Regions from separate parts of the Triticum aestivum genome. Here region 1 is linked to region 2. A link is a contact called in public Hi-C data. All regions are on one chromosome and are shown on one strand. Each heading gives the region's core, a stretch centred on a gene start, on an enhancer-like site or on the middle of the called end of the contact. The rest is flanking DNA. Distances are from core to core; before and after follow the strand shown.

What was found. A called contact is a pair of places that touch in the nucleus more often than the background predicts.
Region 1: a Hi-C map of root shows a contact between it and region 2, with 7 times the contacts expected there. The contact joins the promoter of LOC123090879 here to the enhancer-like site in region 2. A contact is called at or near these places in 5 of 5 Hi-C or Micro-C datasets (leaf, root and an unstated tissue) and 1 of 1 datasets of contacts at active chromatin or transcription factors (leaf).

What each region holds. Positions count from the first base shown.
Region 1 is chr4B:41,512,643-41,517,579 of IWGSC CS RefSeq v2.1, forward strand. LOC123090879 (probable histidine kinase 4) reads left to right here and starts at 2,493. Exons shown (of 11, transcript XM_044512234.1): 1 at 2,493-3,060; 2 at 3,475-3,708; 3 at 3,790-3,956; 4 at 4,458-4,676; 5 at 4,770-4,937. The coding sequence starts at 2,689.
Region 2 is chr4B:41,476,657-41,481,410 of IWGSC CS RefSeq v2.1, forward strand. No RefSeq gene overlaps it. Among protein-coding and RNA genes, the nearest start is that of LOC123090879, 36 kb to the right of the region's middle. Within about 2 kb of position 3,390, at least 5 of the 8 cell types and tissues checked have an H3K27ac peak or open chromatin away from gene starts, as enhancers often do. A contact at or near this core is called in leaf and root, where this site is marked.

The sequences.
Region 1 (4,937 bases), core at 1,243-3,742, 35 kb after region 2:
CTGAAAGAGCTACGGCTGTGTGGCTTGGTTTGGCTCCATCATGTATCAAGGACATTTGGCCTCTCGACTGTAACTCTATTCATTTGCAATAAAACTCCCTTTATCCCCGAAAAAAAAGTACCCACTCGGCTGCGTTCAGATAGTGCCCACTCGGGTGTATATGCTCTAACCCAACCAGCGTAGGGTTTTGGTGTGAGGTGCTGCCGCAGATAAAAAGCAAGTACTACTGTACTACAAATCCGGCACTGCCGGGCGCCTGAGGCGGGAGGGACCGCATTATCGTTGCCACCTTCACGTGAAGGCCCAGCGCGCGGGTGACCACTGACCACTCGCGAGTGGCGACCGGTCGGCCGTTTCATGGGACGGAGGCCACTTGTGCGTGCCTAGCTAGCCGTAGCCGTAGTAGACGACCTCACGCCGTCCTCCGTGCCGCCGGCGTGGTGGTCTCGCCCACCAACCTGGCGCCGGCCGGTAGGCTTGGGGCAACCCCGCCTGGGCATGGCATTTCCTGCGTGACGTACGGGCGCGGTGGCCGGCCGTTGCGGTAGGTAGATCGCAGTGTCGGGCCGGGACGGTGCGTGTCAGTGTGCGCGCGATCGCTTGCTACTACTGTACTACCTACGATCATCCATGTTGTTTTCCCGCTTGATAGACAGCGACGAGGAAGATGATCGATCGCACGGTCGATGCCTGTCATGCCATGCATCTACAAGACTTACGGCGCCAACGGCGGTAGCTGAGGTTGCATGGTATGGTATGGTATGATTTGTTATTATTTTCTCATACTATGTGTATTTTAAGTAAGGCGCCCGAAAGTAACCATCTGCCCGGCCGGCCGGAAAGCGACGCTATGCTTCACAGTTCACACCCCTATAGTAGCTAGAGTAGAGTGCAAACGAAGCGCGCGCCCATCTAAAACTAAAAGCGAGTGAAAACGCGCATAAACCCGGCACACGCACGCCTGATCCTAAAATACTCCTCTGATAATAATAATAATAATACACGATCAACGGGCGCATGCGGCAACAAGCAAGAGCATACACGAACGAGACGTCCAAATTAACAAAGCCGCTCGCAACGTGCCGGGTAACTAGTGTACGGCTTACGCGATGCCCCCCGTGCAGCTTATTGCAATAAACAAACAAAAGCTTTGATCGTGTCTCACCCAACCGAAGGCTACGCTACTGGAACTGTAGGCGCCGTTAAAAATTAAGGGCATTGTTTAAGCAATGGGCGACCTATGCTATGCATGTGGCCGAGAGATGCTCTGGCGCTTAGAATACGTTAGCCGGAACAGCAGTTAGCATAAATAATGCTCCGCTAACACGGCGCTGCGCGTGGCGCATTTCTCTATGCGGAAATGTTGGGGCCTTTCTGTGCAGAAAAGAAAAAGGCGACGATCGCGTTCTCCGTATCCCGCCCTGCTTTCGGACATTCTTCTGTGCTTATTATATGTGTCCGGCTCGGCCTGGAACCATGCATGGATGGATGGACATAGACTAAGCTGGAATTGCTCGCTAGACAGCCCTGCCGGCGAGCTCCGGTCGTTGCGGTCTGCCAGGAGACCGCCGGGGTGGAGAAGGAAGGCTCACATGGGGTATCGCCGATATGGATGGATCTTGTACTACTAGTTTAAGATCAGATATAGTATGTGCTCTGTAAGTTGGCACGACACGACACGACACGACACGCACCAGCTTGGAGACGATGGTTGAGCTCCGATTATGTGTCGCGTACGTATATCCATTAACCAGCTAGTATCTCCTGGCTGATCCCGTGCAGTAGTGCTCCTGTCTAAAATAAGATGGCGAGCAAAGTGAAAGTAAAAGCGGATCAGAACGAGATATGTCCGTCCGAGGCGAGAGCGAGCGAGGGATCGATCGCTGTTGACTATTGACCGCCACCTCCTCCCCTCTCCGTCCGTCCGCCCGTTTGTGGAGCGCGTGGGCGCGGGCCCGCCGCCAGATTTGGGAGGATCCCCCACGGAGCGGATCCCCGAGACCGCGACGCGCGCACCCACCCCGCCCAACCGACTGCTGCCGCGACCGACCGCGCGTCCCCACCACCGCCACCACCACCGCCCGTGGGATCAGACGAGATGGGATGAGATGAGAAAATCCGCAGGCGGATCACCGTATCCCGGCGGGCGACGAACCGAATCAGAACCGCCGCTCGCGGCCCGGGTGCGTCCCAGCCGTGCATGCCCCCGGCGGTGTGGCCGATGGACTCATGCATGGACCGATGGGCGACGGGGTGGTGGCGTGGCGTGGCGTGGCGTGGCCGGGTGGGGTTCGGATAAGGGAGGGAGGAGGGAAAGGGACGGGGCAGCGGCAGGCCTGCTGGGCCGGGGAGGCAGGCAGGGCCGCAAAAGGCATGCGGGGCCCGCCGGGGATGGGGAGGGAGAAAAGGAGGCCCGGTTTGATTATTTATTTATTTTTAGTCGGGCGCGTAGCGTATCTCATAAAATCCAGGAAATTCGATCGTCCACCCGTGGCTCCTCTCCTCTGGCGAAAAGCAACAGGCAGACGACCACGCCCGAGAAGCGGGCCGGCAGCGAGGCCAGCCCGGGAAAAGCGACCCTGCTCCCTCCCCCTCCCTCTGTCTCTCTCTCGTCTCATCCTCTTGCTGCTGCTTGAGCTGAGGGTTGGAGTGCGGCGCATGTGAGCTGAGCTGGTTGGGCCGGCGGGGATGGGGATGGGGGTGGGAGGAGGGGAGGGTGCTCCGGTGGCGCCGGCGGTGGTGGAGGAGGCAGGGAAGGGGGAGAAGGAGGAAGGGGAGGAGGAGGAGGAGGGGGGCAGCTGGGGGTGGCGCGCGAGGTCGAAGCTGAGCGCGGCGCTGGCGGCGCTGTGGGTGGTGCTGGTGGTGACCGGGGTGACGGCGCTGCACCGCAGCCTCCGCCACGGCGCGCTGGTCAAGGCCGAGGAGGGCATCGTGTGCATGTGCGAGGAGCGCGCGCGCATGCTGCAGGACCAGTTCGCCGTCTCCGTCAACCACGTCCACGCCCTCGCCATCCTCGTCGCCACCTTCCACTACGAGAAGCAGCCGCCCGCGCTCGACCAGGTCCGTCCCCGACCACCCTCCATCTCCATGTGTGTGCCGTACGACGACGGCTTCAGCAATTGCTATCGCTTCCTCGGCTCCACTGCAGCGCTGCCGCGCGAATTCTCTGCCGATTTAATTCATGCAGCAGTACATGCTCTGCCTCTGACCATGCAGCAGTACATGCTCTGCCTCTGCCTCTGCGGCTGCTCCCTCTCCATTTAATTCATGCGAGAGCTTCCCGGGCCTGCGCCTGCCATGGAAGGACATGCCATGCCAGTGCTAGTACCGTTTTACCACAACCTGTAGCATGCATGCCATCCTACACAAAAAGAAGCTCCTGTTCCGCGTTTTGAAATTGAATTTGATTGACAGCCGCGGCTGGTTGCTCTGGCTTTAAATTAATGCGTGCGCTTCTTCTTGTTCTTGGAGCAGGACACCTTCGCGGACTACACGGCGCGGACGTCCTTCGAGCGCCCGCTGCTGAGCGGGGTGGCGTACGCGCAGCGGGTGATGCACGCCGACCGGGAGGCCTTCGAGCGGCAGCAGGGCTGGATCATCAAGACCATGAAGCACGAGCCGTCCCCGCCTCAGGACGAGTACGCGCCGGTCATCTACTCCCAGGAGACGGTGTCCTACATCGAGGGGCTCGACATGATGTCCGGCGAGGTCTGTGCTGGTCTCCCTCTGCTCTGTTTTTTCTCAGCTTGTTTTTTGGGGCTCTGAAGGTCTGTGTTGCTGCTGCTGCAGGAGGACCGGGAGAACATCCTGAGGTCGAGGGCGACCGGGAAGGCCGTCCTCACCAGGCCATTCAGGCTCATGTCGAACCACCTGGGCGTGGTACTGACGTTCCCTGTCTACCTTGTCGACCTCCCCCCGGATGCCAAGGTGGAGGATCGTGTCGCTGCTACCGCCGGGTGAGGCTTCCCCTCCCCTCGATCAATGCATTTCTCTCCTCTGTTCTACTACTCCACTGTAGAACTGCCGGTTCACCGCCATTTGCTGCCCACTATGCTGCTCATAAAGAAAGCACATTAGTTTGTCAGAGTGCAGCACTGCTGCTGCATGTTTTACACTTTTACTTCACTGTATCAGAAAATGAAAGAAGGTTTACAGAGGTTTCTATTCACAGTGCCACTGTGAGTGCACATCATTGGTCAAAATGGGTCTTTTATATCTGACCTTTTTAGCGCCTTCTTAGAATGCTCCGATTGGCATCAAGCTGGCTTTTCGAAAGCACCTATTCATTACTAGTTATGGATATAGTGGTTATTTGGAACTTGAAAGCGCCTCTTTTCAGGTGTAACAAAATAGTCTTGCTAAAACTAGTAAGATTCCCCTAACTAACTGAATTTGACGGTTCGGCGCAGCTCAGCGCAACAACCGCAAACTGAACCCATTTTGATTTTGCTTGACAGATATCTTGGAGGCGCTTTCGATGTAGAGTCACTTGTGGAAAATTTGCTGCGGCAGCTAGCTGGCAATCAGGAGCTGGTGGTGAATGTTTATGATGTCACAAACCATTCGAATCCTCTTGTCATGTATGGGTCTGAAGTCCCTCTTGGTGCCCCCTCACCCTCACACACCTGCACGCTTGATTTTGGTGATCCATTCAGAAATCATCACATGATATGCAGGTGAGGATGTGCGGATTGGTCATTTTGATTTTGTCAAAATAATTTATTTATTTTTTTGCATCTTTTTACCCCTCTGTCCATTATTGTGTGCAGATACAGAAGCGAGCCCCATGTTCCATGGTCTGCTATTACTACCCCGTCTGGTGTGTTCGTTATACTTATGCTTATCGGCTACATAATATACGCTGCGTGGAATCGCTATGATAGCGTTAAGGAAGATTGCCGGAAAATGGAAGCACTGAAAAAACGGGCAGAAGCCGC
Region 2 (4,754 bases), core at 2,140-4,639:
AAACATGTTTTGAAAACTAGGCGCACATTTTTACATTATATAAACATTTTTTAAATGTCATGTGTTTTTCATAAAAGTGACACATTGTTTTTTGAATGTTAGGAAATATTTTTTAGTGATGCAAACATTTTTTTACATTGTATACCATTTTCAAAAAATGTCGCATATATTTTCAGATGGGTGAATATTTCTTAGATCTCATGGATTTTTTTTCGACGTTGTCAACATTTTTTTACAGTTCCAATAACAAAAGATTTACACCGCTTTGATATTTTTCAAATTCATAGTTGACATTTTAAGAAAAATATGTAAAGTAAGGTTTTTGGAATATGTGCATAAGAAGATTTTTAGAAATACACGAAATGGAAAACTCATGCGGCTGCCTAAGTGTGTGCCTGTGTGTACGTGTGATTATGTGCTGGCCCATTTACGACCGCGGTGTGGCAAGGAAGCACCGCACAGATCCTATATGACGCTCCTGAGCATCAAAACAACGTGGCTTCGCCGAAGATCGGTCTCCCGATGCCACAGTTTAGGCCGGCCCACGTTCACATTGCTGTTTTTCTCTTCTCTTTTCTTTTTGGGAAAAGCTTGGGAACACCCCGGCTGATCCAACACGGGGCATCCGCCGCCTCCATCGCGTGATGTGTGTCCCGTGCACACCACACTATTCTCCCTTCTGGCTATCAGAACGCATTTCCGCAACTGTATCTTTGTTGTACTTTTTCTGCAACATCACATGTGTCACAGAAGTTTCTTCCGTAACAATAGCTATGTTGCAAAAGAGTGAAGACAAAAAAATGCAACAAGATCCGTGTTACAAAAAAAATGCAACAAGACCTCTATTGCAAAAAAAATAAAAAATAAAATCTGCAACAAGACTTGTGTTGCAAAAGGGAACTTGCAACATGGTCTCTGTTGCAAAAGTGAGGACAATGCTCAACCATGAGATCACGCTGGATCTGACGGCTCTCAACCCGGCGTATCTTTTAGAAAGATCGGGCTGACGTGTAGTGCGCCCTTTCTCTTTTTCTTTTTCTCCTTTTCTATTTCTATTTCTTTTATTTTTATTTATTGTTTAATGTGTTATACAAAGTTCATTGTGTGTTTATATAAAAAAATGTTCATCGTATAGTTTAAGGAAACGTTCACCCTATATTAAGAAAACATTTCTCTTATATTTAGAAAATGTTCAGCGTATTTTAAAAAATATATATTGTGTATTAAAAAGAATCAGCACATATCATAAAAATGTTCATTGTGTATTTTAAAATTGTTCAGCGTATATCACAAAATGTTCAATGTGCATTTAAGTATTGTTCAGCATATACCATAAAATGTTATGTGCGTATTTAAATATTGTTCAGCGTATATCATAAGAATGTCCAGTGAGCATTAAAATTGTTCAGCATATATTTAAAAAATCTTCGTATATAAGAAAATCAATAAATATTCAGAATTTCGAATGTTTGCTCATGTTTTTCAAAAAATCACTTTTTTCAAAAGTTATTTATGATTTGAAAGTTTGTTCAAATTTTTAAAAAATCAAAATTTTCAAAGATAATTCGCATTTTACAAAAATATTCACCTTTTTTCCAAGAAATGTTGACAAAATTGAAATAAGACAAAACTGTTGTTGTACTTAGCACTTTAAGTTTAGTGTTGCGTTTTAGCCACAGTCAGTCTCTATCTCTACTGACTAGCAACACAGCTATCCATCGAGAGGTGGTTGTTCCAATAGGACCTCTCGGAGCGCGGTTCTGTCTCGCTATAAGCGAGACAAAGTAGCGCCTATGGCCTGACAACAACAACCTTTCTAGTAAGCCCGGTGCACATCTTTATACAGAAAACCCAAATGGACCGGCCCATAATAACACCGGTCAAACTCAAAATTAGGTTGGATAGAGTTTTCTTATTCAAAACCCATTTCACATGAGTTTGAAAAAAAAGTCCTTTTACATTATTGTTTCAAAGTCAGTGTTGACGCAATAGTCCCGTTTGAATGGAATAAAGAGCCATCCCCTTTGTTACAACTGCTAATAAATATATCTCTGTTAAGTTGGTCTACAGGGTGCATACGGACATGATCAGAGACACAGCAGGGTGTGCCCACAAACAACACACCGCATGTACAGTTCAAGCACCATAGGAAGTGGTGAATCTTGCCTGGGCAGCTAACCTTCCATATCGCAACCCACACTTTTTTGCGCCAATCTGGACTCGCCGAGCTCTCCTCTTTGAGGACGGCGACCACTTTTTCTTCCGATGCAAATGGGTCAGAACTATATGGCGTGAGGCGGGACTGGTAGAGGTCTGAACAAGCCCGATGGTGGCATCTTCGCCACTTGTGGTGGCATGAAAGGAACCAGATCAGACATGCATGGCGAGAGGAGGGCATGATGTAATGGGTGTTGTGGCAGACTATTTAGCCCGGACCACTAGCTAATGGAATGCTAGGTGTTTCATGTGTCAAAAAAAAACTGCTAATAAGTATATAGTACTAGTAAATATTTGCCTAGGTTCAGCTACTCGGCCATGAAATATAGAGTCGTGCATGGCCGGCTGGCTGCTTTTCTAGTCTAGAATACCGTTGCTGGCTGCTAGGCCCGTCAGATTTTGTTTGTATTCATGCAAGTAGATTTTAGCCAGATTTTGTTCGTGTTCATGCAACTAGATTACGTACTCGCCCCTTATAAAGAACAAAAGTAGATTGCGTAGTCCCTGATGAATTGATCAAGAGAAGCTACTCTCGGTTTCTCAAGGAACGGAGACCTTCTCTAACGTTGACCCTTTGACACATCACGCATCCGATTCCACGAAGCACAACTGCACAAGCACCGCAAGACGGCAAGAGGAAACAAAGGGGCGCCCGCCGTGTGCCAAGTCGTAAAAGGCCAGCACCGGCGGCAAGATGATAGCAAAGGTAAGTAAAAAAGAGAGAGAGCGAAAGCGCGCGCTGACTTTGCAGCAAGTGAGGTTTCCTTTTTCCTTTTCGCGCCTCCCCCACCATGGTTTTGATTCGTTTTTTGACGAGGCGTATCTTGGCAAAGTTTCTCCCGGAAGATCACCGACAAGGGCCTCCGTGACGGCAATGCATGGCCCGGCGCGGCCGTAGTGGCAGCGCATCATCCATATCAGACCACACATTCTCGCTCGACTCCAGTGCGAGTGGGCGCACATGTACAGTGTCACTACCACCGGCCGGTTCGTGCAGAGTCCCCATGAATCCTTGGCCCACTGTTGGCCAGGTAGAGCATGGTGCGTTTGAATCTCTAGTCTAGTAGAGAGAAAAAAACTGGGCGATCGTGATTGATTTGAAGCCATACGTGTAGTCTATTACACTGCTTTGCGAATTGCGATCTGATGGCACCGGCGGCACGACACAACACATGCATGTGCCAATAATTGTATGCACCACCAGCAGTCCAAATCGGCCAACAACCAATACTATTGGGCAGTCTGAACCTTAACCGAGATCCTCGCGCTGACATGACAAGCAAATCGCCGCAAGAAACCAGCCGCCACTCGACAAAATCGCCTCTGTTCGCCTTGAGAAAAGCTCTACTCTATCGAGGATACGGCCCCGCAACGCAAACCAGCTAGCCGTTCCTCATGCCACCGATTATTGGCCGCTTTGCGCGCGCACTGGCGCCATGTTTCCTCGCACTATTGCTTTGCTCCATGTCCCATGTCCCATCCATGATGGACGATGGACCGGACAGTTTTTGTCTCGCTTGCCCGTTGCCGTTGCCATTTGGCAACGATAAGCTCTGGCCTCCCGATTTCCGTGGCTATAAGCTCGCCGTCCATTACTATCCCCTACGAATCCAACGGCCGGCGCCGCTCTAGAAGTAGCAGTTGAAACGGCTTCCCAGTGTAGAAAGCTTCCAAGGTGATTTCCATCCACGAGTTGTCATCGGCGGAAACAGGACCCCCTCTTAACTCTTGAGCTTTTCCTTGAGAAAGAAAAAATAAAAGAAAAAAATGCAACTTGGAGCACACATGGAAAAGGCAGACGCAAAGCTTCCCGGATCGGAGGTGGTGGGTCCTCAGACTTTTCCTTGTCTTGCCGAAGCGATAAAAGGGACATATCGCGATCTCGTGGTGAGTGAGATCATTGCACCGTGCACAATTATTATTCCGGTTCCGCCCGCCTACTTCCGCTGGCTCGTGAATAGGCTGCTGTCCTTGCTCGCAACAAGGCTATGCTTCGCTTTGCCCAAATGCTACACACATTTGGAAAAGCGAAAAATTGAGACGGAGCCCACATGCAGTGACGTGTTTTTGAGACGGCTATTTATATTCGGCGGAAATTGAGGTGGACATTTTTTTGTCTCCGGCAAAACTTTCGGCACACCCTAGCACCACCAGAAAGGAGCATGCATGTCGTTTCCCTCTATTATAATTGTGTGCTGGTAAATATGGTGATAGATAAGTATGGATTTTACAATATGAGTTGCAATATGGGTGGATGATGACATGGATCGCGACATCAACGATGGCTGCGCTTTGTTCGTGTGTCTCATGTTAGATTCGCTTTGTCGATATGTCCGTTCCCTCTCGCAGCGTTTGATTTTTTTTTTTACTTTTTATAGCGTTCCATGTAGTGCTATGATAGATGATGAATAAATCAAAAAAATCCAGCAGAAAAACACCGAGATTGCTTGCATTTTCATTACATGCATGATCAAAAGTCTTTTACTTCCTTCAGAAAAAAATAACTCTCATATTTCCCCATTTAAAAACAACGTTTA